Linked DNA regions of Mus musculus: regions 1, 2, 4, 5, 6 and 7 are each linked to region 3. A link is a contact called in public HiChIP or PLAC-seq, capture Hi-C and promoter capture Hi-C data. All regions are on one chromosome and are shown on one strand. The core of a region is the stretch at or near the end of the contact, and the rest is flanking DNA. Distances in the headings are between cores, read along the strand shown. Region 1 holds the start of Cramp1l (cramped chromatin regulator homolog 1). Region 2 holds the start of Rab26os (RAB26, member RAS oncogene family, opposite strand). Region 3 holds the start of Mrpl28 (mitochondrial ribosomal protein L28). Region 4 holds the start of Mapk8ip3 (mitogen-activated protein kinase 8 interacting protein 3). Region 5 holds the start of Nudt3 (nudix (nucleotide diphosphate linked moiety X)-type motif 3). Region 6 holds the start of Spsb3 (splA/ryanodine receptor domain and SOCS box containing 3). Region 7 holds the start of Pkd1 (polycystin 1, transient receptor poteintial channel interacting).

The links. Promoter capture Hi-C pulls out the DNA fragments that hold promoters and counts their contacts. HiChIP or PLAC-seq counts read pairs in DNA pulled down with a chosen protein or histone mark. Capture Hi-C pulls out chosen DNA fragments and counts their contacts.
Region 1: an H3K27ac HiChIP or PLAC-seq map of thymic regulatory T cells shows a contact between it and region 3, with 4 times the contacts expected there. The contact joins the promoter of Cramp1l here to the promoter of Mrpl28 in region 3. A contact is called at or near these places in 2 of 39 promoter capture datasets (the C10 cell line and liver), 1 of 484 Hi-C or Micro-C datasets (regulatory T cells) and 1 of 115 datasets of contacts at active chromatin or transcription factors (thymic regulatory T cells).
Region 2: a contact with region 3 is called in an HNF4G HiChIP or PLAC-seq map of pancreatic cancer cells. The contact joins the promoter of Rab26os here to the promoter of Mrpl28 in region 3. A contact is called at or near these places in 1 of 39 promoter capture datasets (embryonic stem cells) and 1 of 115 datasets of contacts at active chromatin or transcription factors (pancreatic cancer cells).
Region 4: a contact with region 3 is called in a promoter capture Hi-C map of liver, with 2.8 times the contacts expected there. The contact joins the promoter of Mapk8ip3 here to the promoter of Mrpl28 in region 3. A contact is called at or near these places in 1 of 39 promoter capture datasets (liver) and 1 of 484 Hi-C or Micro-C datasets (B cells).
Region 5: an HNF4G HiChIP or PLAC-seq map of pancreatic cancer cells shows a contact between it and region 3. The contact joins the promoter of Nudt3 here to the promoter of Mrpl28 in region 3. A contact is called at or near these places in 2 of 39 promoter capture datasets (the C10 cell line and liver) and 1 of 115 datasets of contacts at active chromatin or transcription factors (pancreatic cancer cells).
Region 6: a capture Hi-C map of macrophages shows a contact between it and region 3, with 4 times the contacts expected there. The contact joins the promoter of Spsb3 here to the promoter of Mrpl28 in region 3. A contact is called at or near these places in 1 of 39 promoter capture datasets (pre-B cells), 2 of 115 datasets of contacts at active chromatin or transcription factors (astrocytes and microglia) and 2 of 9 other capture datasets (adipose tissue and macrophages).
Region 7: a contact with region 3 is called in a promoter capture Hi-C map of pre-B cells, with 2.3 times the contacts expected there. The contact joins the promoter of Pkd1 here to the promoter of Mrpl28 in region 3. A contact is called at or near these places in 1 of 39 promoter capture datasets (pre-B cells) and 1 of 115 datasets of contacts at active chromatin or transcription factors (pancreatic cancer cells).

What each region holds. Positions count from the first base shown.
Region 1 is chr17:25,013,767-25,016,802 of GRCm38.p6, reverse strand. It overlaps Cramp1l (cramped chromatin regulator homolog 1), which reads left to right and starts at 1,573. Exons shown (of 21, transcript NM_020608.3): 1 at 1,573-1,676; 2 at 2,778-3,036. The coding sequence starts at 2,779. It overlaps Ift140 (intraflagellar transport 140), which reads right to left and starts at 717. Exons shown (of 30, transcript NM_134126.3): 1 at 1-717.
Region 2 is chr17:24,526,998-24,530,015 of GRCm38.p6, reverse strand. It overlaps Rab26os (RAB26, member RAS oncogene family, opposite strand), which reads right to left and starts at 1,765. Exons shown (of 2, transcript NR_045289.1): 1 at 1,580-1,765; 2 at 1,272-1,380. It overlaps Traf7 (TNF receptor-associated factor 7), which reads left to right and starts at 2,078. Exons shown (of 21, transcript NM_001172113.1): 1 at 2,078-2,250. It overlaps Rab26 (RAB26, member RAS oncogene family), which reads left to right. Exons shown (of 9, transcript NM_177375.1): 7 at 46-102; 8 at 199-275; 9 at 373-962. The coding sequence ends at 475. LOC115488833 (a small nucleolar RNA gene) reads right to left here and starts at 1,540; the gene lies at 1,463-1,540.
Region 3 is chr17:26,121,980-26,124,849 of GRCm38.p6, reverse strand. Mrpl28 (mitochondrial ribosomal protein L28) reads right to left here and starts at 1,347. Exons shown (of 5, transcript NM_024227.3): 1 at 1,001-1,347; 2 at 142-294. The coding sequence starts at 1,288. Pgap6 (post-glycosylphosphatidylinositol attachment to proteins 6) reads right to left here. Exons shown (of 13, transcript NM_021793.2): 13 at 1,596-2,870. The coding sequence ends at 2,616.
Region 4 is chr17:24,935,679-24,938,737 of GRCm38.p6, reverse strand. Mapk8ip3 (mitogen-activated protein kinase 8 interacting protein 3) reads left to right here and starts at 1,761. Exons shown (of 33, transcript NM_001163449.1): 1 at 1,761-2,201. The coding sequence starts at 1,884.
Region 5 is chr17:27,621,876-27,624,841 of GRCm38.p6, reverse strand. Nudt3 (nudix (nucleotide diphosphate linked moiety X)-type motif 3) reads left to right here and starts at 1,390. Exons shown (of 5, transcript NM_019837.2): 1 at 1,390-1,755. The coding sequence starts at 1,657.
Region 6 is chr17:24,885,298-24,888,122 of GRCm38.p6, reverse strand. Spsb3 (splA/ryanodine receptor domain and SOCS box containing 3) reads right to left here and starts at 1,449. Exons shown (of 7, transcript NM_001163751.1): 1 at 1,363-1,449; 2 at 206-343. The coding sequence starts at 1,443. It overlaps Nubp2 (nucleotide binding protein 2), which reads left to right and starts at 1,773. Exons shown (of 7, transcript NM_011956.3): 1 at 1,773-1,844; 2 at 2,286-2,404; 3 at 2,506-2,704. The coding sequence starts at 1,817.
Region 7 is chr17:24,548,594-24,551,636 of GRCm38.p6, reverse strand. Pkd1 (polycystin 1, transient receptor poteintial channel interacting) reads right to left here and starts at 1,687. Exons shown (of 46, transcript NM_013630.2): 1 at 1,160-1,687. The coding sequence starts at 1,374. LOC115488769 (a long non-coding RNA gene) reads right to left here and starts at 1,153. Exons shown (of 2, transcript XR_003952238.1): 1 at 1-1,153.

The DNA.
Region 1 (3,036 bases), core at 324-2,823, 1.1 Mb after region 3:
CGATGCCTCCCGAAACGACCACTGGTGACTTGCGGCGGAAAGAACCGAAAACAGTCGGTACCTCCCGGCGCAGCTCTGAGTCTTAGGCCCACTTTAGGACCAGTTTGGGTTTTCCGCTGATGGGTGGGCCAGATCTATTTGCTACTCGGGGCAAGCTGCGTCAAGGCTCCTAATACTTTTCTCCCCGAGTTCATCCTGCCTACCCCACGCAGGCCATCAGTCGGCACCTCGCGGAGCTTAGTTGCATTGCATCGGATGGGGAGGCGCGGCTCGAGAGCTTCTCTGGAACGTTCTGAGTACCGGACACCGCCCCGGCGCGTGGCGCGTTGATGCCTCGAGAGACCGCTGCAAGCGGTACTCAGCAGAGGCTTGCAGCAGCTAGGCACAGGGTTCCCTGGGTGACCGTGTGCACTTTAGCCAGTGTTAGCCAACGGCGAGTGTCGCTGAAGAGCAGGCGCAGTAGCACGGTCCACGCCAATGAGCCAAGGGGATAACCAGAGGCGGGGACCTCCTGCAAACTGGGATACTTTTTTCAAACGCCACATGCATAAGCATTAGAGTTTTAAAAACACATTTCCTTATCGCTTCGAATAGGAAAAGTGTTAGTGGACTATGCTACGATACATTTATGGTCTTAAACCTGTTTTCAAAGTGCAAAGTCCCCACCCGAGTTCCCGCGCGCTTCAAGACGCCCCGCTGAGGCGGTGATTTCTTCTCACGCATCCGTCAACATAGTCTCAGCCAATCACAGCCAGCACGCTGATCCTATTGGCTGTCGGTTGGCCAATCGGAAAAGACGCATGATCCGCAAGGGCGCGAGGTTGCCGTCACAACACGCCCCACGTTGCGGGCCCGCCCCTGTACATCGTGCGGGCGCGCGCACGTAACGCCTGCTGACCAATGGCAGCCTAGCTGGTTGGGCGCGCCCGCAGAAAAGCTGGACGTGCTCGTCTTTTTTGCGGGACGTTCGCCCCTCCCCGCTCCGGCGCCGACTTCAGGTCCCCGGCGGCCGCCGTAGCCGGAACTGTTTAGAGCGCGGCGTCCCGGGTGTGGGAGGGCGAGTGGCGGCTGCACCGGTGCCGTCAGCCCTGTTAGCCGCGCGCCAGTCCACGGAGAGGTCTTGCGAAGGGGAACAGTGCTTGGTGACCGCGCCTGACACCTGACCACCAGCCCGGCGTCGCGGCTTCGCCGCAGCCGGAGCTGCCGGGCCCGGTCGGTTCTGCGGAGGCCCGGGATCCGGGAGCCAGGCTGCCGGGAAGCGTGGATGAAAAAGGTGACCGTAGGCTGCACTTGGGAGCCTTCGGGATCCGCGGAGGGGCCGCGGTATTCGTGGGCTGCGCCGCGTGCAGCCAGCGGTCAGCTCCTCAGGAAGGTGCGAGCTTCTCCCACCCGAAATGGGACAAAGGGTGTGGAGCCGGGACGAGGCCCACAGTGCCCGCGCCTCCCACGGTCAGGAAGTGACGGGTTTCGGTGACGGACTCCTATGGAGTCCACCGCCTCTGGGGAACGACCGGAATGTGCCTGGGGACAGGGCCCAGCGCGCCGGCGAGTGGGTCCTGTTGGATTGATGCATTTTGCTTGGTGCTGTTGGCAGTGCTGGTTCTGGGAATGGGTTTCGCTCCCTAGCACAATGACAGGGTTTTGGGAACCGTGGTGAGGGGGTTAAAAGTGAATAGGTTCGAAGTCTTGTGCCATAAAATCATTTAGCGTGGGGTTGTGTCTTGTGTGGTTCTGTGCCAGGGTTTTCTTAAGGTAGTATTTGAAAGATCAGTGCCAAACAGGAAAATTGCACACCGTTTTTGGCAGCACCATTTTATGGTGTTACTTCGAGTTTTACATCTCTGTCTTTACCTTCAGTCTGTTTCTTTGTTATCATTGGTACCTTGCTCTGTCTGCTTTTCTTTTTAAGTGGAATGTTTTCAACAGTTATGTTGGACCTAGCGTCTGCTAAAGAACGGAGTGTTTCTCTGTCCTGCTTCATCATGTACACAGCCTGTCTTAAGATGTTGGAATGTACCTGAACTTTAGTTTATTCTGAGTATAATTTCTCCTAGCTACAGATAATTATTATTTTGCTTATCGATATCTTATGACAGTGGTAGAAGTTAAAGCAAGAATTTTGTTGTTTCCAGAATTGTTTACATAGTTCAGTTCCTATTCTTAAGATCCGACTGGAACATAACAGTGTTTGCTGTCACTTTTCCGGTGTTCTCTAACCTGTTCTATGCAACAGGCTTTGTTGAATGAGAGGTGTAGTCGGGCCATCTCCCTCCTGGGAAGGTTTCCGGAGTGCAGAGTCTCTCTCTTGCATGCCAGCTTTGGAGGGAGCGGCAGTTTTGGCCTATGGAGCACTAGGGGCTCGGAGGGCAGCGCGGGCCGTTGCAATAGGCAGGTGCGCGGCTTGATCGCGCGTGGCTCGGGAGCAGAGGGGAGGCACGGGCAGTGCGGGGAGCGAGGCGGGATCAAGCTGGGGGCCATGAGCTGCGGCTCCTTGGGTTAGGTGGTGGCGGGACGGCGGTACTGCGGGACCCAAAGCGCAGAGGCCAGGTCATGCTGCCGTGCCTTCCGTGGCTCCGGGCTGTGTTGGTCTACCTGGGTTAGGGGCATCCAAGGGCGGGGCGGGGTCCCGGTCCGGTCGGGCTCAGCACTCTGTGGGCCCTCGGGCGGGCGGCGGGCGGCGGGCGGCGCTGGAACAAACAACGGCCGCCATGTTGGGAGGCCGGCGGTAAACTTCTGCCTGCCGCCCGCCTCACCGCTCCTCGTCTCTCTCGCCGCAGGATGACAGTGAAGTTGGGCGACGCCGGCAGCGGGGAGGAAGGGCTCAAGAAGCTGGGCAAGCGGACGGCCGATGAGGAGTCGCTGGACGGAGAGGGGCCCGGCGGCGCGGACGCGGCGGACAGCAGCAGCACAAAGAGGGACGGGCAGACCCCTCGGGCCTCCGGAGCCCCCGCGCCACCCAGAGGGCTGCCGACCCCGTCTCCACCGCAGGGCAGCCCCCAGGACCAGCACCATTTCCTAAGGTCCAGCGTGCGACCC
Region 2 (3,018 bases), core at 516-3,015, 1.6 Mb after region 3:
GGTGCACCGGGGACAGGCACTAATGAAATCCCTGTGCCTGGCCAGGTTGACTCTACTCAAGACCGTGTGGTAAAGAGGGAAGATGGGGAGAAATTAGCCAAGGTGAGTCGACAGGGAGGACGATGAGGGTGTTCTTGAGATTGGGACACTGAGCTGCCCCCAGGTGCCCAGCACCTAGCTGGCAGTAACTATTTGCAGGAGTATGGGCTACCTTTCATGGAGACCAGCGCAAGGACTGGCCTCAACGTGGACTTGGCTTTTACAGCCATAGCAAAGTAAGTCCTGGTAATGAACAAACACTACCTCACATTCTAGGATAAGTGGGCTACCTTGTTCTATGTTATCTACATCCCCTCCCCTGTTGCTCTTCAGGGAGCTGAAACAGAGATCAGCCAAGGCTCCCAGCGAGCCGCGCTTCAGGCTGCATGACTATGTTAAGAGGGAGGGCCGAGGGGTCTCCTGCTGTCGACTCTGAACCTTGCTGAAACTCAGTTCCACGCTGGAGGAAGCAGTTCTGCCTTTGAGAATTGCCCGAGTCTATAGACTTGTCCTCAAAGGATGGATGCCCTAGTGTCTTCTCAAAGACACCAGAGGCTAATGCTTACCCTTTGCCCCAGTGGCCACCAGAAATGGTCTTGAAGCATAAAAACCAGGCCACAGCACATTGCTGCCCTCTTCTGGGCACTCCCAGAAGTGAGGAGGGGGACCACACGCAGCACACTGCTCAGACAGGACCCCACTCAAGGCTATGTCAGTCACTGTCCATTTGTTGGACTGCTTCCGACTCACTAGGAGGCTGATATAGGGACGCACAGCAAGGTCAGAATGATAGAACCCAGTCACAACTTAGCAGGCTGGCCCAGTCCGTTCCACTTTGTACTAAAGTCACCAAGCCACAAATGTTGAGTGAAAACCTGTCCTCTAAGTCCCTATTAATAAAGGTGTTTCTGGAGTTTGTGTCATCTGTGGAAAACCACCTCCTGGGGCAAAAATGGCTTAGTGGGGGGGTAAAGGTACTTCACCTGGGGAAACACTTAATTTACACATGCGCTGATACCGTCACCAAAATTCCCACAGGAATAGTTTACTATCAAGATTAGGGTGCCCCACAGCCTATTCCTTAAGTAGTGCTGGCTTATAAGGTCACCCTAGATTAGAATGATTCAAACAGAATATCTTAGTCAACCCCTTTGCGGACTGTGTGACGCCAAACCAGGGCCTCTACGGCACTGTGCTATCAGCACATGAAATCACAACGTCTGAAACCACAGTAAGATTGCATTTCACTTTATTGCTAAGAAACTCAGATACACGGATGCCCAGCTTACCAGCCAACACTCCTACTCGTTGGATCTCTAGATGCAGCCGACTCAACATGCCCTGAAAAAAAAAAAATCAAACATAAATCTTTACTTTGGTTAACTTTTCACTCAAAACCCATCCAATTAGTGACGTCGCGCCCAAGCCTCAGTCTTATAATGTAATCAGACTACGCATGCAGTTTTCATACGAGGTGTCAGAAATTAATTCATCACGGGCTTGGGGCTGAAAAGGGAAGCCAGGCCCGACCAGTTCATACCTGCAAAAATGGAGTCAGAAGAAAAATGGGGAAGGGTTAAACCCTTAGGACTAAAGCACTTCAGCTCGGGAGGAAGGCAGATCTGTAGCAGAGGTCCTTTGAGTTCCATTCGGCGAGCACTACTCCCAAAACGTTCCTTACAAAACCTAGATGAAAGGGACCACGAACACACTCACTCCCAAAAAGAGCGACTGCTCGCGAGGCTCAAGAGTTTATAGAACTGCCCCTTATGTGATTGGGCCACCTCTGAGGAAGTGCCCACCTTCCTCCACTGCTGATATGCTCCTCGAGCTGTCCTGCAATTTCCACCAATCGTACAGCGACTTTTGTTTTGGAGGCGGTATTTTGAGTAGCTCGAATATCCTCCCGGTTGTAGAGCCATTGAGTCCATGAGTGACGAGTTCAGTTAGCCAATCAAATTCCAATGTGCAACATAGAGTGATTCTGAAGCTACCAATCCGGTCCTTCAGTACAGAGGTCGCCGGAAGTCGTAGTTTAGGAAGCTCAAAGCGTGAAGCAGCACCTAGAGTTCCTGAAGTCCGTGAACTACAAGTTCCGACCTGCCCCGGGACTTCCGGCTCCTGTATCCTGAAACCTTTCCCGGCCGCGGGCCGAGAGGGGCAAGATGATGCCGGTGGGTGAAGTCGCTGCTCCTAGGCAGCCGCGGGCGGGTGAGTGAGTGCGCGGAGCACAAGACCTGGGGCTCCTTCTTCCGGGGAGTGCGGTGGAGCGCGGGCTGGTTGTGGGAGCGTCGCGAGCGGTCGTGGGCCTAGCCTGGGGGGCGGGACTGAGACGGCTGGGGTCTCAGCCTCTATAAGTCCTCCTGACTCCAAGTAAATCCGTCTGTCACTCCTTCCCTTCACTCTCTCTTTCGTTGTCTTTGCACTCCTATGTTTTTTTGAGCGCTGCCTGTGTGCCAAGCAGTATCCTAGGCTCTGGAAAGTCGGCGGAGAACCGGATTCCAAACTGATAAGCTCATCTGGTACGCGGTTTTGAGACAGACCATTCTGCCTCTAGGGTCCTGTGCATTGTACGCAGTCCAGCAGCAATTCTGAGTTTGTTCACTGAATGGTAGTAGTAACACCCACAGCCCTGTTTTGTTATGACAAAAATGTCTCAAGACTTTGGTAACTGTCTCCTTGTGGCAACTCACCTGCAGTACTGTTATTCTAGTTAAAATAAAAAGTTAAAAATCATGAGGAACTGTGATAAGTTTTACGGGGGGGGGGGAACTGAACACAGATAAAGTATTGAGTATTGGGCGTTCTTAAATCTTTGGTAGGGAGACCTACAGTTAGCTGAAGATCTGATGGAGAAGCAGTCAGTCTTGAGACATTTCAGGAAGAGCCTTACAGGCAGGGGGAGTCAGAGGAGCAAGCCAGCAAGTATAGGTAAGTGATAGGTAAGGTTAAGAGGCAGAGCAGGGTAAAGTCTGAGAG
Region 3 (2,870 bases), core at 98-2,597:
AGGGGCTGCACCAACAGGGACTCAGTCCTACTTGTAATGGCTACCCTGGGGTGCCCCACACTCCCTGCCCATGCCCATGCAGTGCACTCGGCACTTCCCACGAGTCTGACAAGACCTTGGAGTGCACTAACCCCTGCTTGCCTTGAGAATATAGAAGTCAAATCCATAGGCCTCATCGATGAGATCCAGGGTCCTCATGGTCACAGTCACGGTGAACTTCTTGTCCAGGATTTCACTGTAAAGCTCCCGAGTGAACAGCTGTGGCTTCCACACCTTCTTCACCCTCTTGGAGAGCTAAGGGTGCAAGAGAAACCTCCCGTTTTCCTATAGACCAAGTGGGCCCCAAAGCACCCTTCTGGAACCTGGGCTACTGTGAGCCAGGCCCTCTCCCTTCCTCAGACGCTCCTCAGGACCACTGATGCAGGTCAGGGCCCCTGAGCTGGCTCTGGACACCCACCCACCTAGATGTCTGCTTCACTCAGGCTAGCCCTAATGCTACTGGTATATGTTCCAGATTCTCACACAGCTGAAACCCAGTAGCCACAGGCAAGTGAATGACACCCTGGAAGGCCTGAAACATACTCTCTCCTCCCACAGGGCTTGCCTAGGAGCAGAGTATCACCAGAAGAGATAGACTCCAGGCAGTCATCTCGGTCTTTTTGATTTTTATGTACTAGGAGCAAAGTTATTCCGTCCTAAAAATGAGGGAAATGCGCATAGAAACTAGCAGGTGACAAGCAGATTTCACTTCTCCCTCCTCTTCGGCACAAGCTTCGAATCTATCCTTCCTCCTTCCTTTTCTCCACCACTGTCCCCACTCTGTCCTTACTTTTGATACTATCTGATCCAGGACCACCCCACTTCAGGACTAGACTTTGCTATCGGAGTTAGCTTGCTCCGTAAACAAAACGCTTGTGTTAGTCTGGTTGACCGTTTGTGGCGCCCAGAGCAGCGCCTGCTCAGCAAAGCATGCAGAACAGCCGAGATGGTCCGCACCCACCTTGTCGTTGTTGGCGTATCTGTAGCCTAAAATCAAGCCCTCTCCACCCCACAGTCCCTGCTGGGACTCTGGAGGGTAGTGAACTGGAATGGGTACGTCCTCAACGCGCTCGCGCTGCCCATTCTTGGGGTTGATCTTGAACTTGGTCCCGTGAGGTTTGTAGTGTACCGGGGTCGGCGTCCGTTCTTCTTCCAGTGAGCGCAAGAAGTGGGCGGGCAAGCGCGCACAGATGCCCTGCCGCAGCCGCAGCTTCTGCCACAGGTGCACAGGATACCTGTGCAGCGGCATCGCGCGACCCTCTACTTCTAGGAGAGCGCGCCCGCGCCTCCCGGAACCGGAATAGCGTCACCGAACGTGCGCCTTCGCTCGCTGCCAATTGGCAGCAACGCCCGTCCATCTAAACTAATCCCTTTCCCTCCGCCTCCTTTAGGGACCATGAAAAATTATCTACTGCGAATGGGTTCAAGGCACCGTCTGCCAAGTGCAGCCCAGGAGTTCCCCAGCAGCTTTGGCAAGCCTGTTGGGAAAGGCTACCCTGAGCTCAACCTCCCTTTCCCTCCAGGGACGCAAGGAAAAAAAAAAAAAAGACCACTCATTTGATTTGAAAAATTATTGTAGAATATTAAATTCACCAATTACATAAAAATATGCCTTCATATCTTAGAACAGTAACATTTTACCACCTGCCCCCCACCCCCAACAGAATATACACATTTCCCCTTTCAGGGGCTAAAGTGTGCTTTGGTGCCAAATAAAGGATGTTAGTAGCTTGGGAAGGAGCCCAGAAGCCCACACCTGCAATCCCAGTACTCAGAGCAGATGAGCCTCACAGTGGGAACCAAATGGCCTGGGCACACAGCACTACCAGCTCAGTGACCCCAGGAGACCAGAAAGATTGGGCTGGGGATCCAGAACCCACTCCTTAATCCTCAGTTGATCCAGTAGGGGTCAGCCTCATCCAAGTGTCTAGGGCCAGCACAGGAGAATGCTCACCAGACTGGGGCCTTGGACCCCTTAAGAGAGAAGGGAACACTAGCGAGCATTGTGTGCCTTCTGGAGCCAGACCTCATACAGCTGAGCAGCCTGCTACCTCAGGCTCTCCCGAAGGCCTCCTGCTCCAACAGACAATGAGGGAGGGACAGCACACAGCACTCCAGGTCTTAATCAGCTCTCTGATGACCCTGGACTCTACCATAGCAACTGCAGCAGGAGGGTATCCCCATGCCAAGGCAGGATGGCATTAAGGGTACAGGATGTCAGAGACAGTGAGTGACCTCTGTGCACTCAGACTTCCTTGCTTGTGGGTCTCATATCACGGCTTTCCAAAGGAAGGGGACCACAGGAATCCCTTATCTGTATCCCCATCCATAACAGCGTGATCAGCCCACACGTGGCACCTGTGGGCTCCAGGTGGAAACAGCTGTGACCTTCAGAGGAATTGGCAGCAGCCATAAAGATTTTTTGGGGTGGAGGGGGTCTTCTCTGGAGAAAGAAGCCAAGCGTCTCAGGACAATTTTATTCAGATGGAAACCTGGTTGGGGCTAGACAAGCACCTCTCTCGCTTGTCCTAGCTGAAGAGGTCATTAGAGTTTCAGGTGTCCATGAACCAGCCTTATCAGGTCACTGTGTACAACTCATCCCGATCATTCCTGCAGATCTGGTAGTGACAAGGGAACTTCTGCAAACAGGCCCAGGACCCAGCTTTTTCCTCTCGTGGTGGCAGAAGAAATGCTGCACTACCAGCCAGTAGGATGTGCCAAATGCTGTGGGTGTAGTAGTAATTGTCACTGGTCATCATTGAAGTATACATGGCGATGCCAACGGAAGCCATGGAGATGCCAGGCAGGAGGTAGAAGACCCAGCGCTGCCA
Region 4 (3,059 bases), core at 512-3,011, 1.2 Mb after region 3:
AGCCCACGTGACACTCAAAACCCCTAGTTAACTCCAGCTCCAGAGCGTCCAGCACCCTCCTCTGGTTTCTGTGGGCACAGGGCACATACAAGTGAAACACCATCTACAGTAAATACTAATAACTGGCTCGGGTAGCAGTCACTGCAAGTGCTACTGCAGTATGCCCCTTCTCGTCAGCCTGTTTTCCTAGTTGGTTGATAATATAATACGTAGGCTCAGTTTTGCAGGCTTGAAAAATTAAATCAGTATCAAAATTCAGGCAACCTGAAAATGTTGTGGGGTGTTCACCGTGGAAGAATGCTCTGACATAGTTTTAAGCCAATAGGAAAGTCTTTATTAGCTGGCTGGTGAGTACACTGGGTGTTTAGGATCTCAAACAAGAAAGGCCTTGAGCCTTTCTCAGGATGAGCTTTTAAGGGCAAAGCCATGTTCTGGGTTGGCATGCTTCAGTTAACAAGAACAGTTAGTCAGAGGCAGAACTACAGAAGCCAAAAAGCAAAGTTAGGAATTTAGAGACTTTCTCAGAACTATCCACACTGAGGGATTGGGTCTGTTTTCATTCTTTTGGCAGGTGGTGCTATCTACATGCCGAGTTTTACAGCCTGAATTGGACTTCCATCATGGAGTGAGTTGTGCTAAGGTCTGAGGCATGTTACAAAACAATCTCTTAGAGTAGGTATTTATCTATGTGTTTGGAAAGATGAGGGAAGTATAGCCCCAGGTAATGGTGTATACTGAATGGCAGAAGCCAGGCATACCAAGTTCCAGGTCAGCCAGTGCTACACAGTAAGACTTTGCATATGAAATTGTGAGGAATGTTTTAAGTGCTCTGGACTTCAGCTACAAGAAGGACTGTGTTGGTTAAGAGTAAGATCTGGTGGCTTGCAGTTGAGAGTACTTGCTCTTAGAGGGGAGGACCTCTGTTCAGTTCTGGCCATCCATATGGCTGCTCACAACTGACCTTCTTAACTCCAATTCAGATGCCCTCTTCTGGCCTTCACAGACACCAGGAATGTGTGTGATGCACAAGTCTACATACAACCAAACACATACACATAAAATAACAAGTAACTTTTTTTTTTAAGAGGATGTGAATCTGAGCTGCCTTGGAAGGCTTTGGGGACCGGGAAAACCACGTAAGCAAGAAAGTAGTTCAAGGGCAGGAAAGATGGCTCAGTGGTTAAGAGCACTGGTTGTTCCAGAAGACCTAGGTTCAATTCCCAGCAACCACATGTTGGGTCACAACCATCTACAATGGGTTCTGATGCCCTCTTCTGGTGTGTCTGAAGAGAGCAACGGTGAATACATTAAATAAATTTAAAAAAAAAAAAAAAGAAAGAGGAAAAAAAAGCAAGTAGTTCAAAGTCAGGTTCATGGTGTCCCCAGCAAATGAACACATATAGATCGACTCGCTTTATATTTCTGTCTCAAAAGTACCGCCACACATAAGGATTTTAGAACCTGGTGTCCTGTGCAAAATGAAGCACTGCATGGAACTAAGCAACCAGCAGAGCGGGAAACAACCAGAAACAGGGCAAGCGACACATGTCGCGTGAACGTTGAGGGTGGCCAGAGTATGTATGACAAAGGTCTGAAGACAAACAGGACAGAGATAGAGAAGCATCCAGGTCACTCCAATCAGACTGAGCTACGTCCTCAAGAGCCACCAGCAACGCAGCCGGAAACGTTCCTTTAGCGTCAAGGCGCTCGGGGCGGAACTGGATGGGGCTCCACCCCCGCAGCCAGGCGGGACTTCCGGCAAGGGAGTGACGGGCGCGGCCTGGGCGGCGGCACGTCCTAAGGTAGCGGCTGCCTGAGGTGACAGCGGCCCGTGGATTCGGGCCCCGGAACGAGCCGCGCTGGCGGCGGCGGCGGTAGCCGCGATGATGGAGATCCAGATGGACGAGGGAGGAGGAGTGGTGGTGTACCAAGACGACTACTGCTCGGGCTCGGTCATGTCGGAGCGTGTGTCGGGCCTGGCGGGCTCCATCTACCGCGAGTTCGAGCGCCTCATTCACTGCTATGACGAGGAGGTGGTCAAGGAGCTCATGCCGCTGGTGGTGAACGTGCTGGAGAACCTTGACTCGGTGCTGAGCGAGAACCAGGAGCACGAGGTGGAGCTGGAGCTCCTACGCGAGGACAACGAGCAGCTGCTCACGCAATACGAGCGCGAGAAGGCGCTGCGCAAACAGGCCGAGGAGGTGCGTGGGCCCCGGCCGCCGCGGAGAGGGACGGTGAGGGACGGTGTGGGTAGCGTGGAGCAGCCAGCTCGGCTCAGCCGGCAGTATGCTGCTGATGCTGATGCTGATGCCGATGCTGCTGGGAGTGCCACTTTCTCCATCCAATTGGGACCTAGAGCACAGCCTGTGCAGAGTCCGGGAGACATGGGCCCCCATTCCTGCTGTCCTCTGACCTTGGCTGCCGCCTGCTGGCTCTGGGTTTTATTCCTTCCCGTCTTTGGAGCAAGTTGCCCTAGAATCACAAAGCCCAGAATTCTACAATTCTAGAAATAAATGCTCTTCGGTTTATGATGGGAAGTGCCTTCTTATATGAGGTTAAATTCCATTTAAGTGAAGTTGACTTGACACAGTCTTAGAGACTACTATTGAAATTAAGAGTCGATCTTGATATTTTGGCTTCTTATTAAGTTAGTGGCCCTGCATCACAGCTAGGATAAAAGCTTTGCTTATCTTGAATCATTCATACTTTCCATGGTTTGCCTTTTGATTGTCAAGATTTTGCTGTGAATGCATGGGCACCACATAACTGGCTTAATCAAGTTCTCTACATATGGGGGGATTCAAAAGCCTCAAAGGATGTGAGGAGGGCTTGGGTGACCTCAGAAACAGGGAACTGGCTCCAGAAACTGTCTGGGCTAGATCAAGGTCACACACTGACCACAGACAAAAGGACAGGCCAAGTAACAGGGTAGACCTTGGCAACAGCTTAAGCCTTACCTTCTGGGTTCATATTGCTGCCTAGTGGGGCAGTACCCTAGAAGTCTGCAGTGTTTGGTCCTTCTAGACCTGCCCTGGAGTTGTCTTGTGCCTGATACCACT
Region 5 (2,966 bases), core at 141-2,640, 1.5 Mb before region 3:
CCCTGAGGCACCTTTTCAGCCAGACTTTTTACATTTTTACTTTATTGGTGTTTTGGCTGTATATATATCTGTGTGAAGGAGCCAACAGACAGTTGTGAGCTACTCTGTATGGTACCATGTGAACTACCATATACTGGGAATTGAATCAGGGTCCTCTGGAAGAACAGCCAGTGTTCTTAATCACTGAGCCATCCCTCCAGCCCCTTCATTTAGTTTTTAAAGAAGTTAGAATATGTGTGGACACATATGTCATAGAGCACATGTAGCGGTGAAGCTTGTGGGAGTTGGTTCTCTCCTTTCGCTATGTGTGCCAGGGATCTAGCTCAGGTGGTCAGGCTCCATGGCCAGTGCCCTTTTAAACTGACACATCTCTTGGGCCCCTCTAGATTATTAATGAAGTATACTACATACAAGATGATTAAAACAGGTAACGGGGACCCGTCAGATATCCCAGAAAGGTCATTTGCAGCCAGGCCTGACCACTTAAATTCAGTCTCCTGGTCCTCTGTGGTGGGAGAAAATGGATTCGTTTAAGTTGCCCTCTGACCTCACAGAAGCAATCATGGCGCACACACCTGTCCCCACAAACGTACGCTGTGCGCTTTGGGATTTATTTATAAATCTTGAATATCTTGACAGAATTTTCTAAACGTTTAGCACACGGTAATGGTGCCCGTTTTGTTGCAGGAACGCTGTAGCCCACTTTCACGTCCTCTAAGAGGGTCATCCCAGTGTTATAGTCACGGCCAGAAACCATATTTCATGATTTACGTACGTGTGCTGTGCACACTCTTACAGTCTCTCCCTTTCTGCTCCTGTTTAAGAGGATGGCGTTCTCTCTTTTCTTTCCTTCCTTTTTTATTTTCTTTTTTGCAGTGCTGAGGTTCGAACCCAGTCCCTCAAGCATGTCGCCAGGCAAGTGGCAGCTTTTGCCTTTTTTGCACAAATGGCTGCAGGACGCACATATGTCCAGACAGCTACCAACTGACCGCAAAGAGCAGCCCCGCCCCGCCCCACTCCTGATCCCCAGCAGCTAAGGTTGACAGTCTGCGGCGAGGGACAGCAGAGCGGCGCTGTCACTCTCCCTGTCATCTGAGCGGCGCGACCTTGGATCGGGCTGGGCCGCTCAGCCGGTGACCTTGGGCGGGCCCCTGCTCTCTGCCCAGCGGCGCCCGGGACCGTGGGGTCGCGGGTGGTGCCCACGCGCCGCGCCTCACCCGGCTTCCGCCATCCCCAGCCCTACGCTGTCTGCGTAGCAGCCGCGCCAGCTTCCGCGGCCTTCAGTGCAGACGCTCTCCCGCGCCGGGCGCGATTCCGGAACGCCGTCCGCGCTGCGCACGCGCGGCCGTCCGGCGAGCCCGCGTGCCTTACGCAGCTGACGCAGCGCGTCCAAAATGGCGGCGCGGTCGTCGTCGGGGGCGGCGGCGGTAGAGGGGGCGGTGGCGGTGGCGACGGCGGCCGTGACGGCGGCGCAGGGCCTGGGCCGGGGGCAATGAGGCTGTCCCGCCGCGGAGCCGTGTAGCGGACACACAGACCCTCCTCCCCGCCCTCTCGATCGAGCCTGGGGCGCGCGCGCGCGCGGCCGCCCGCCTGCAGCAGGCTCCCCTTCCCTGGACTCCGAGGCCCCGCACGGCACCCCCCACCCGGGCCCGGAGGATGATGAAGCTCAAGTCGAACCAGACCCGCACCTACGACGGCGACGGCTACAAGAAGCGGGCCGCGTGCCTGTGCTTCCGCAGCGAGAGCGAGGAGGAGGTGAGGCGCCCTGCCGGGGGTCGGCGGCGCCCGACGGGGTTTCCTGGGGAGAAGGGGGGGTGGGGAGCGGAGTGGAGAGGGCCCGGGGCAGCGGGATGCCATCCCGCGGCGGGCCGTCGGGGGTTGGCCGCCGTTCGCCCGGGGCAGTGGCTAGGCAGCTCGGCGCTCGGCACACGTGCATGGGGCGCAGGCCGGCCTTTGTGGCGGAGCGGAGGGCCGCTCCCTCCCTCCCTCCCTCCCCGCAGGGTTGCTGCTGGCCGAGGGGAGGTGGCTGCGGGCGAGCACTGGCAGCGACAAGCCGGGGCCAGCCGTTCGATTCTAACGTTGAGCTGCTGAGTCCGTATGGTTGGAGCCTGAAAAGAAAGGGCACTGGACACGGTTGTCGTCGAGGTTGTTATTCATATTGACCGGAACACTTCACGACCATCAAAAGCTGTATTTATGAAGATCTCTGTCCCGACGTTTCTCTGCTGTGCCCAATAGGATGAGTCGTAGGGTAAGCTAGGATAATAGAACGTTTTAGAGTCTTGTTCCTTTTTCCTTAAGGAACTTAAAAAAAAATTTTTTTTTCGGCTTCACAAAGCCGTTTCTGTGGTGATGAAGCGAGATTCATGAAAGGCGCGTGGTTTGTAAATCCACAAAGAATAGCTGCTTTGGAAATTCATAAAATGCCTGTGGGGACACATTGCTGTCGTGTGTGTGCATGGTGGTAAGATGGCAGTTCGCTTGAAAACAATGAAGGGCAGTGAAACTGAGTATGTTTTATCCCGGCCCTCGGCGGTGGGCTGGGGTGGCAAGCCTGCAGTACGGTGCATCGTGTTGAAATGGGCGACAGGAACTTGACCCGTTAGTTATGAAAGGCTCTGATGAAAGGGAGGATGGACTACCAGGAATCACTGTCCGGTAGATACTCAGGAGGAGGAAGAGGAGGAGGAGGAGGGGGAATTTAAATGAAATGACGGCCTGAAGAAAATCCGTGAAAGCATTCTTTGTGCTGTTGAGGGATTGCAAAACAGGAGTTTTGGAAATGTATACTTTGTTACTTTCCTTCATTACCAAAGGTCCCCGAAAGACGCGCTTTGTAAGTAAGCAAGGTCAAGTTTTAAATGATGCGCTGGCTTTGGAATACGTGAGGTAAAACTGTCTATGGTGAAGGCTGTTCTAGAAGCTTTGTTTTCTTCATTATCATATGGGAAGTCAGATGGGATCTG
Region 6 (2,825 bases), core at 200-2,699, 1.2 Mb after region 3:
TGGCAGGCCTGGTGAACAAGCATTGTACAGTAACCAGCACTATCCAGAACTTTCGATCCCTGTCTCTTGTCTTGAGGCCTGACATACCTCAGGCTTTACCAGACCAAAAAGCACCACATACCAGGACACAGCTCAGCTGCCTGGCTCAGTGTCTTTTTCACCCAACATAGACACTGGTTATCCCCACCTTGCCACTTCGACCTACCTGCCCATCAGAGTCATAGCCCCAGTTAGAGCTGCCTGCCAGAGCCACAGCCCGGGCATCTGTATCTCGGCGGGCTGCGCTCAGGACGAAATGCCATGCCCTGCTACTCCGTGTACGCCGGGCCATAGTGGAGAGAACCTGGAAAAAAATAACTGTAACTTTAAAGACATGTAATGTATCAATGTCCAAACAAGGCCCAAATCTACACCCCACAACTCTGCCCCCTGCCACTTCTACCTGGCAGCCTAAGCCATGGATCCACCAAAGGCTGGGGACTCCAAGCCCTCAACACTGAGCTCTGAGCTCCAGAAACTCCCACAAGCTCGTACCTGGCTCGAGTATCTGAGCACCTCAATCAAGCCCAGGGCGATGGTGTGAAACACAACCCAGACACCCATGACTTTGGATGTGTCCCAGCCCATCTCTGCATTCTGTTCAGGAGCTGTTGCCCCTCAGGCATTTGACACTTAACTTGCTCCTCCTCCGCGGTCCACTTTGGCAAATGGCATCCACAGCATCCAGTTCCTCATGCCAGAAACACCGCTGTCATCCACTCCTGACACCCCTCCTTGCCATTGGAGACCCCCACCGCTTCCTGCACCACACAACTCCCTCTCACCCATCCGGCTCTGCACACTACAAACTCAGTCTTTGATACAACCTTAAACTCACTGGCTTGACATCGTTCTTGGGACAAAATGAAAGGCTTTGAGAGGTCCGGATCTCCTCTCCCGAGTGGACTGTCTTTGTCTAATAGTCGACTCTGTCCTAGCTGCCTCCTGTCCCCCTGTAGACCCACTGTACTACCCTACCTCGCCCCGGCCATCCACAAAGAAGCCGGGCGGGGCCGCGCACAGCACTCCACAGCAGTTGGGTTGGCTGAGCGCCGTATAAGAACACACAGTAGGAACCCAATGAATGAACCAGAGATGTCCCTGGACGTAGCCACGCTCGGCCTCCGCGGGGCTGAAGGTTGCTTCCCTCGCCAAAGGCTCGCGGATCTCGCCACAGCGATGCCGTCCCTGACGCCTGACTCCGAGGCCCCCGCCCAGACTCCCGAGCGCCACCGCCAGGGAACAACGGGTGGCCGGCTTGACCGCCTGCAAGGTCAACCCGCCGGCCGCCGGGCCTGACCGGGCTGGGCCGGCGCGGCTCACCTGCGGCCAAAAAGCTCCCCCGGCGCTGACCCACTTTCCGTTCCGGCCGCGACGCAAACAATCCCCGCCCCCGCCCTGCATTGGCCCGGCAGCCGAAGGCGGGCTCTATGGCAGCTTCGCGCGGGGGCGGGTCTCGCGAGACAGGACTGCTGTCAAGAGGCTTGCACAAACTGTCAATCCTGAACCAAAGTTTCTATTGGCCCTCGCTAGAGCGGTCAAAAAAAAAAAAAACTTTCGCATGACCATTGGACAAATATAAGGAAGTGTGTCCGTGCCCGTGGCGTCATCATCAGTTGCCAGGATCGGGACCTCCTTGGGTGATCTGATTGGCTGGACGGTGAATGACTAACCTCTCAAAATGAGTAAGGGGCGGGCTCTTGTCACCATTGGTTCAAAGGCTGCGAAAGTTTGGAGAGGAAGCGGAAGAGAGCCGCGAAAAGCAACTAGTAGCGGAATGGAGGCTGCTGCCGGTGAGCGTGCAGGTCGGTCAAACGCGAGGGGTTGGGAAAGTCTGAAGGCGAACCGCGTGCAGGCCCACGCCAAAGCATCCCATGTCCCCTTGTTTACTGAGCTAGCCGAGTGTCGCGATGCACACATCGGCGGTTATATCTGCTCTAAGACCTCAGCCTCACGCCTTTCCGAGAATTGGGGGCCCTGCTTCCCTAGAACTGGAAGTCTCTAGTGTGGAGTCTGCGTTTGTGCGCGGGTGTCGCTTAGCTGTGATCATCTACTCTGTTAGTTTCCTCTGTGTCTGTTAAAATTAGCTGGCAGTTTGAAGTGAGCGTTCACGTGTGCACGTGCCTTCAGTTGCTCCACTTCAGACAGAAGTGAGGCTGAGACAGGTCTGGGGCTTCTAGAAGACCTACCCGCGTGCCTTTGTCTTTGTCGCTCTCTCAGACACCCCAACTCCTGTTTCTCACCAGAACCCGGGAACCTGGCCGGGGTGCGACACATCATCCTTGTTCTTTCTGGAAAGGGTGGCGTTGGGAAAAGCACCATCTCCACGGAGTTGGCCCTGGCTCTGCGCCACCAGGGCAAGAAGGTGAGGCCTGGACCAGGGTTGACACCTGTTTCATTGTTGTCCCTAGCTCCCAACAGGCTTGGCAGACTTCTTTCCACCCCTCAGCATCCTCCTCCTTGCAGGTGGGAATCCTAGATGTGGACCTGTGCGGTCCCAGCATACCACACATGCTCCGTGCACAAGGCAAGGCCGTGCACCAGTGTGACAATGGCTGGGTGCCTGTCTTTGTGGATCAGGAGCAGAGCATCTCCCTTATGTCTGTGGGGTTCCTGCTGGAAAACCCTGATGAGGCCGTGGTGTGGAGAGGTCCCAAGAAACATGGTAAGAACTTAGTGAGAAGCAGTGCTTCCTCCCTTCCTCCAACTCCTCAGTGCCTCTTTACTGAGGCCGCTTTCCCCCATCTCGTGCCTACTGCCATTGGATAAAGCCAGAAGCTGGCCCT
Region 7 (3,043 bases), core at 438-2,937, 1.6 Mb after region 3:
CCGGGCAGTGGTGGTGCACACCTTTAATCCCAGCACTCGGGAGGCAAAGGCAGGCGGATTTCTGAGTTCCAGGACAGCCTGGATTACAGAGTGAGCTCCAGGACAGCCAGGGCTATACAGAGAAACCCTGTCTTGGGGGAAAAAAACAAAAACAAAACAAAACAAAACAAAAAAAAAACCGGTTGGAATCAGTTAATCCTGAGACAAATTACTGCAGTCTGCAATCTCCTCTTAACATTTTTGATCCAACCCTGGTTGCCAACACTGCAAAGGTCCAAACCTAAGCTATGATGTCTAGGCTGTGATACCTTGAAAATACATCGCATCTCCAAGCTTCTTTCCTCACCTGTAAAACAGAGGTCTGGCTCTACGCCAGAGAACTGGACTAAGAATTAAGTGTGATAATCTATAAAAAGAGACTAGTTAAGCCTGGTTCAAGATGTTGATCTCTCAGTGAGATTTGCCTGTTACTTTCAGAAGGCAAAACTGCCGAAATGGCAAATGTTTTAACCCCTCCTGGCAATTTCCCCTCCCTAAGTACCACTAGAGGCCCACATCCATCACACCCTCTACTCCCTAACACTTCTCCAGCAGTCACTATGTGTGGCCAACCTCAGGCCAGGCCGCTGGACCAACCTTTTGTCCCTTAAACATAGTCAATTCTTACACATCCATAAAATTCTTGTCGAGACTCTTCCCCTAGAGGCCAGCTCTGAGCCCCAACAGAAATCTCCAACCCCAGGATACACCTCAATTAGTCTCTAATTAACGTTTATTCCGCAACCTCCTACCACGCCCCACGCACTGTTGTAGCTCCTGTTTGAGGAGCCCCGCAACGTAAAACGTCAGTCTTCGTAGGAACTGGGATTTTTGGCTACTCTTCTGGGTCACGCCGGCTGAGGTCCAAGGTTTTCCTTATTTAGTCGGGCCGACATCCCTGCTGGAGCCTCGCCCTAGGAGCGGCCAGGCCCCGCTGCGTCTTGCGGCCCGAGCTCAGGACCGCGCCCACGCTCTGCGGCCGACAGCCCGGCAAAGCTCCAGAAGGGCTCTATCTACCTCAGCCCTGCTCCCGCCGGACCCAGTCATGATGCTCTAGCCAGGCCGCCCGCCGCCATGGCAACCGCCTGCCCGCCTGCACTGCCTCGGCGCAGCTACTCACAGCGCGGTGGCGTCAGCCGGGATGCGCAGACTCGGCCCTAGCGTCTGCAGCCAGCGGCCGGAGCAATTGACGCGGCAGGCGGCGTCGGGCGCAGGGCCGCAAAAGCAGGGGAGCGGGCAAGGCCCGCAGCCGCGCCCAGGGTCTCCGGCCAGCGCTCCGAGCCACAGGCCCAGGCCTAGGGCCAGCGCCAGGAGAGCAGGCGCGCCGAGCGGCATCGTCAGCGCAGCCCGCGCATGGCCCCGGTTCCCCGAGGCCCCTTGCGCCGGCAGCCGCAGTTCAGGAGGGGCCCGCGGACCTCATGGTGCGGCACGGGGCTGAATGCCGCGGCGGCCGTGGCCCGTCTGCGGTGCGACAGCTGCTCAGCGCTCTGGGGCAGGCCGCACCTCAGGGCCTTGGCCGCCTGCTCGCGCATTCGCGCTGCACTGCAGACCCAGCGCCAGCTCCTCCTCCTCCCCCACCTCCGGCGTGGGGCGGGGCGCCCTCAGACTCCGCCCCTGCGCTTCCAAGTTGGCTGTAGGTGGGACTGGATGAAGAGAAGGCCTTCACAGGCTCCGCCCTCTTCATTGCAGATCCTGCAGTAGGCGGGGCCTGAAGGAAGGGCGCCCTCAGAGGCTCCGCCCAGTGAGCGTGAGCCTTGGTGGGCGGGGTCTCACGGGAGGGGAGTCCTCCGGAGGCCCCGCCTTCTGCACCGCTGGGTCTGCTGCAGACCAGGCTTGAAGGTGGAGGAAGCTCCGCCCCCTCTGCTGCGGCGTTTCGAGCCCCGAGTCAGGCTGCGGTTTGAGCAGCTGCCCGCTTAGGCTGTCCCCTACCCACAACGGCTGGAGAGCTTATGGCTATTCACCCTGCTTTCCCGAGTTCCCCCTTGAAGTCCTCTGGCTGTTGAGGCCTTCTTGGAGTCAGTAGGTTTCTTCGCTCCTAGCCTTCTGCAATCAACAGTCACAATATTAAAAACACTAGTAGGTGCAGAAGAGAGGGCTCAGCACTGGGTGGTGGTGGCAAAGACTTTAATCCCAATACTCGGGTGGCAGAGGCAGGTGGATCTCTGAGTTCAGAGCCCAGCTTGGTCTACAGAGTGAGTTCCAGGACAGCTAGGGATATACCGAGAAACCCTGTGGAGGTGGGGGGTCGGTTAGCGGATAAAGGAAGCCTAATCAGCTGAGTCCTCTCCCGAAATCCACGTACACAAATCCAACTTATACAAAGTTGTCCTCTGGCCGCAACACCCTGGCCATAGCATGCGCTCTACACTGATAATAAATTAAAAAAACAAAACAAAACAAAAAACCCTGCGACCTACAGTTTCTGGGTGCCAGCTGTGCGAGCTTCCACTTCGCAAGTCTTCTCTGACCCTGGAGAGTACCGCCGACCTGAGTCAATAAATACTTGCTGCGTCATATCATGGACCTCTGCCAGAGCATGCTGCAGAGGCTCAGAAGTGATGCATGAGATTGAGCTCACCTGGAGTGGGTGCAGTTTAGCGCCGTGCCCTCCACCACTCCGCGCAGACCACCCTGCGGAGGTGCTGGGGAGACGCTGTACCACCCGCCCACCCGCCAAGCAGCTCCATCTCAGGCTTCAGTCTCCAGGTACTGTAGATCCTTGTGCGCAGGAGCTAAAGACAAAATTAAATTGAGAGAAAAGACTCCAACCATAGCACCGGGGAGTAATCCTTGAAAAAAATGTTTAGACGTCCAAATACCAAGAACTACACAGGAAATATTCAAAAAGGGAAAGAAAAATTAAATTAAAAAGGGAGAGAAAAGTCCACAAAGACAGGAAGTTGATGAGTGCCTTGAGACTGGAGGAAAGGGGTGGGACGTTCTTTGGGGCCAATAAGCATGTTTGTTCCGTAATTAGACGAGTGAATGAACAGCCTTATTAAAT